2 separate regions of the Hordeum vulgare genome follow, and region 1 is linked to region 2. A link is a contact called in public Hi-C data. All regions are on one chromosome and are shown on one strand. Each heading gives the region's core, a stretch centred on a gene start, on an enhancer-like site or on the middle of the called end of the contact. The rest is flanking DNA. Distances are from core to core; before and after follow the strand shown.

Region 1 (2,700 bases), core at 97-2,596, 240 kb after region 2:
ACGAGCGCAGCGGCAGGCGGTGGCGAGCGCGGCCGGCGGGGCCGAACGGGCGAGCGGGCGAGCAGCGGACGGCTGGGGCAAGCGCGGCCGGCTGAGGCGAGCGCGGCGAGCAACGGCCGGCTGGGGCGAGCGGACGAGCAGCGGCCGGCTGGGGCCAGAGCGGTGGATGCGGAAGGATGGCAAAGGATAAGATTAGATGCGGGAGGATGGGATTTTTTTTACTGGTATTCCCCAACTAGCTCCAATTAACACCTCTTCTTAGGGATAGTTTTTTTATGGGTTAGTTTCCATCTAACCCAAACTAGCACAAATGTTTGGATACTTTGAGGGTTAGTTCAGCTCCAACTAGCCCCAACTAGCTCTAACATTTGGATCCAAACAGGGCCCTTATCCTCTTGCGTCTCTTGCACTCGCGCTGCATGATGGGGCTGCTTGGACATGGTATCTCTGAAAAAGATCACTCCCTCCTCTGTTTGCAGTGTGAAACTAGTGGGAAATGCATTTGGATAATCTTAGCGGTTGGTGTTAGGAACCAGGCGACAGGCACGAAGACTTGGGGATTGGCAATGGCAAGTCTTCGGGTGCGAGGATGGATGCATCTGGTGGCAGCTTGATGTCTTGTCGTCCTCGCCGGACTTCAAAACATGCCGATCTCTGTCCCTCTGGCAGCCTGGTACTTGAATGGCATGATATATTAGCTTGCCATGCACGTGGCATCTTTAAAATAGTAAATCTAGCACGATTCTCGCTAGATACTACACAGACACAGTCACACAGCACCCCCAACAAACCTCTGCACGGTAGTCTGTTTTCACACACGCCTTTTGTAGCACTGAATGAAATACTGTAAACTTTCAGGCGTCACAATCCATGAATTGCAAATTATGAAGATAAACTTTTCGTATATTCTCGAAGTTAAGTTAAGATGAGAAAGATAGGAGTAGATAGAAAGGGCAAAAGGAAGAGCTAGGATGAGAGATTAAAGGCAACAAGACAACAGACCTCCTTGCAAGCAACATTCTCTCTCTCTATATATATATATTTTTCATTCAGATGGAAAGACAGATGGAACACTGTCTTGGATGTTTGTGCAAGTTGTATTATGGCTTCACAATACTGTACTACTACAATGTATTCTATTGCAATTAGATAGGCCTGGATGTACTTTACTAGATATGCTGTAATCTGATTATCTCAACCCAGCACACATTTTGCCCACGTAAAGTTGTGCTGCTCCAATTTAGGTAGGAGTGTAGCAAATACTCCAGAAACTAGGAGGAGTGGACTGCAGAAAAGGACTGCTGCGCTTTTATGGCCACAACGGCGAAGCTTCGGCCATTTGAAACGGTCCACGTTTTCGGCCATTGGATATTTCTTCATCTTGCCCACTTCCCCCTTCCTGTGCAGTGGAACTGTGGAACACTCGAATGTGAAGGAGGGTGCACCCCCAGAGACCAAGACCAGCGCCGCATACCCAGTTCATCTCAATCTTGCAAACCCACATAAGCTACAATCTTTAGAGAGGAGCTAGAGATTTCGCAAGCAATCCCAAACCCATGGAGGATTCCGGAGAGCAGAACGGCAATGGCCATGCCCCTGCAGCTGCCGGCAACGCTCCCGTCGAGCCGCAGCAGCCAGCCGGCGCCGACGAGGCCGAGCTCCTGTGGAAGCTGAGGAAGTACCTGGTGCTGATGGCCATCCTCGTGGCGGCCATCACGTTCCAGGCGGGGCTGGCCCCGCCCGGCGGCGTCTGGCAGGAGAGCAAGAAGGGCCGCGTCGCCAGCGACATCGTGATGAGGTACAGCTACCCCAGGCGGTACCATGTCTTCTTCTACTGCAACACCACGGCGTTCGGGGCCTCGCTCATGGTGCTCATACTGCTCCTGGTGAGGAAGGTGAGCCGGAATCCGGTCTGGCTCCGCGTGCTCCAGTTCGCCATGATCCTGGGCTTGCTGGGGCTCATGGGGGCATACGCCGCTGGGAGCTGCAGGGAGGTGATGACCTCTGTTTACATCTGGGTGTTACTGGTTGGCATCTTCGCCTATGTCACGCTCCATGTGGTATTCTTCAAGCACCTGGCACCTGAGCGGCTGCGAAAATTTCTATCCCGTGTCAGTGAAAGTTGGAAGGGAACTCTGCTGCACATTTTCACGTCATCAAAACCAGATGAGCAAAAGGCTTCAAATGCAGAGGGGATAACCGATGGGCGAGTCGCTTCAATCAGGACGGAAGAACTTGAAAGAAATGGCAGCTCCGAGCAGGTTCTTGCAGAAGAAGAGAAGAAGAAAAAGGAGAAAGAGGCTGCAGACAGAGAGGAAGAAGTGGAACATCTTGAAAGAAATCGCAGCTCCTTGCTGGTTCTTGCCACACTGGCAGCAACGGTGACTTATGTCGCAGGGCTATCTCCTCCAGGTGGCTTCTGGTCTGATGATAACAACAACCACATTCCTGGTGACCCGGTGCTGCGAGACCACTACCCACGCCGGTTCAAGGCCTTCTTCTATTGCAATGCCACTGCTTTTGCTGGATCGCTCGTCATCATCATCATGCTCCTGAGTCAAACAGCGTTGGATCATGTTGTCAAGTCAAATGCTCTGCGGTTGTGTGTTCTAGTTAGCCTCTTTGGACTTATGGGGGCATATGCTGCTGGAAGTTGCAGGGAGGTCCATACATCTATCTATGTCTTCGCACTTGTTGGCG
Region 2 (2,700 bases), core at 14-2,513:
GTCCGAGGCGGCGACAGTCTCCTGCCAGACGCCCCCCGGCGGGTTGAACCCCGCGGTATACGTCACCGTGGCCACCAGCGTTGCCAGCAGCAGGATGTACTTGCTCAGGTCCAGCATGAGCTCGTTTGCAGGTGGAGGAGGCTGAGGATCCTGGGGCTGTCTGTTTCCATTTGTTAGATTGGTGGCAGAAGGTGGAGGATCCGGCTCGGGGCCGTCAATTGTGATCTCGGTTGGGCTGTTCTGGCGTGCTAGCTCGGCCACCATTTGCAAAGAAAAATGGTGCCTCAAGGTTCAACTTCAAGACCTGAATCTGTCTCCGGTATATAGCTGAGCCGGCAAGATTGCTCGTCAGCATGACAAGCTGGTATAACGTCATAAATAAATATAGAGGAGGAAAGCAAAAGAAAGACGGCATTGCAGCCAAATATATCGTTATGCATAGCGTCGTCGGATCGGCATCCGACGGACATCGTTCATCTTCTCGAGGAGATCACCTCCTGCATTATTTATTTATTTGTGTTATAAGGTTGGTGGCTGCCAGCACAGGCCGGAGACTGACTAGTGGTAATGGTGTTGTCGCCGGTCCCTGCTTCATCAGTAATGGGGCGTGGGGAAGATGGTGACACGCCACGAGGGGTGGTGAAGACACCGGATGTTGAATCCAAATAAGGTACACCCATTCGATAAACTGTGTTTTTGTGTAGTAACTTTCTTGTGGTTTTGTACACAGGCAGTTTACTGGAAAAAGCTAGAGCGTTAGTACTCAGTTAGTCAGAAAAACAGCACATGAAGCAGGGTATGAGTCGCATTTCTCGACGGTGCTGTTTGTTCCCGAGGGATATGATGCACCTGAACCTGATACCTCAAGACCAGGGTTCAAGTCCTTTCCAGTTTGAATCTATGCGCATGTTTCAGCTCTCAACGACAAGCACCCTGTGCAATACATATTCGTAAATTGGGAATAGCATGGCTGGACTGTCTACATTGCACCGTACTGGGACAAAACGTATTCCCTCCGTCCCAAAATAATTGTCTCAAGTTTAGTATAAAGTTAATATAACCTTGAGACATTTATTTTGGAACGGAGAAAGTAATTGCTTTTCATGTCTCTATGGTCGTGTTTGGTTGCCTGCAGACCTCTTTACATTTGTTGCTCCGTAGAGCCCGGCAGAGGTAATATAGGTTTTAAGCCATGTTTTGCACTTGTGTGGCTGCTTGTATTGCATCACGAGGTCGTTTGATACATGACATTTGGTTGGATGCGCTTACGGCTTCTTTGGATCATAGGATTAGAAAACACCGGAATTAGAGAAACAGAGGAATTTGACATGGTTGCAGGTACAAAACAGAGAAAAGCTACATGAATCGTCGTTTGGATGGAACATAGGAAAAGTGCTTCGATCCTACGCGAATTACTGTAAAAAGGAGGTTAGAGTGAATGTTGAAATTCCTATAGGATTGAGGCGTGGGAATGCAATCCATAGGAATTTTGGAAGTGTCATCCAAAGGGCTTCCTTAGGAAAAAAAATCCAATTGATTGGAATCCTTCAATCCAAAGAGGCCCTTAAGGGTTATGGTTGTGAAGATGTGAAAACATGTTGTTTGTTTACTCCTGGCCTATATTGTGGTCAGTGGTCACCCCTTCTCACTAGTGGTGATCTTACCAGACAATGTCAAATAATCATCATGCAGTACGGGATTGACACTGTTTCACTCCTAGCTACTAAATAAATTCGTTGTAGGTACTAAGAAATGGCAGTACAAATTAACAAACATATGGCTCAGTGGAGAATGTTTCATCAATAGCGATGAAGTGTGTGTGTGGGGGTGGGGGGGGGGGGGGGAGGTGTCTTCTTCTTCTTCTTCTTCTTCATCAGATCCTTGTGTTATCTTTGGTAGCCCACATTGCCTCAGCCCGCTTCAACCTTTTGCTCTTTCATGATTCATTATCATATGCCTTGACACCACGACAAGACTCAACATCATCAACAATCACATCTTCTCATCGAGATACCACTCCACAATCCAGTTATGAAGCACACAAAAGCTTAACTTGGATGTAGAAAGGGTGGAATTGCCTGTCATCAATGATCTTAAATCCATTTTTCAAAGAACCAACTGCTCTCTGATACTTGTGATCTACATTGGGTTTTTTCCGAAGAGGAGGGGATGATGCAGCATAGTATAGATAAGTATTTTCTTCAGTGAGAACCAAGGTTATCGAACCAATAGGAGGATCACACAACATCCGTCTTCAACACGTATACACAAAATAGCAAACACTTGCATTCAACGTAGTCAGGAGGGTTGTCAATCCCCTTGAACTCGTTACTTGCAAGCAGATAAGTAGTGTAGATGATAGTTGGATAAATATAAATTGCAAAATAAATTGAAAGTAAATAAAGGCAGCGAGGAAATAGTTGCATTTGTAAATTTATATGTGAATAGACCCGGGGCCCATAGTGTTCTCTAGCGGCATCTCTCTCGAAAAAGGCAGACGATGGGTAAAGAAATTACTATTGGGCAACTGATAGAAAAGCGCATAGTTATGCAATATTTATTCACAACAATGATCATGTGTACATATGCATCACGTCCATAAGCAAGTAGATTGACTCCTGCCTGCATCTACTACTATTGCTCCATCCATCGACCGCTATCGAGCATGCATCTAGAGTATTATGTAAAACAGAGTAATGC

Evidence for each region. Hi-C and Micro-C count contacts between places; a contact is called where the count stands out from the background.
Region 1: a Hi-C map of seedling shows a contact between it and region 2, with 5 times the contacts expected there. The contact joins the promoter of LOC123413077 here to the promoter of LOC123412667 in region 2. A contact is called at or near these places in 5 of 6 Hi-C or Micro-C datasets (leaf, seedling and an unstated tissue) and 1 of 1 datasets of contacts at active chromatin or transcription factors (embryo).

Annotation. Positions count from the first base shown.
Region 1 is chr7H:130,757,626-130,760,325 of MorexV3_pseudomolecules_assembly, forward strand. It overlaps LOC123413077, which reads left to right and starts at 1,347. Exons shown (of 1, transcript XM_045106022.1): 1 at 1,347-2,700. The coding sequence starts at 1,557.
Region 2 is chr7H:130,513,809-130,516,508 of MorexV3_pseudomolecules_assembly, forward strand. LOC123412667 reads right to left here and starts at 1,264. Exons shown (of 2, transcript XM_045105614.1): 1 at 1-1,264. The coding sequence starts at 264.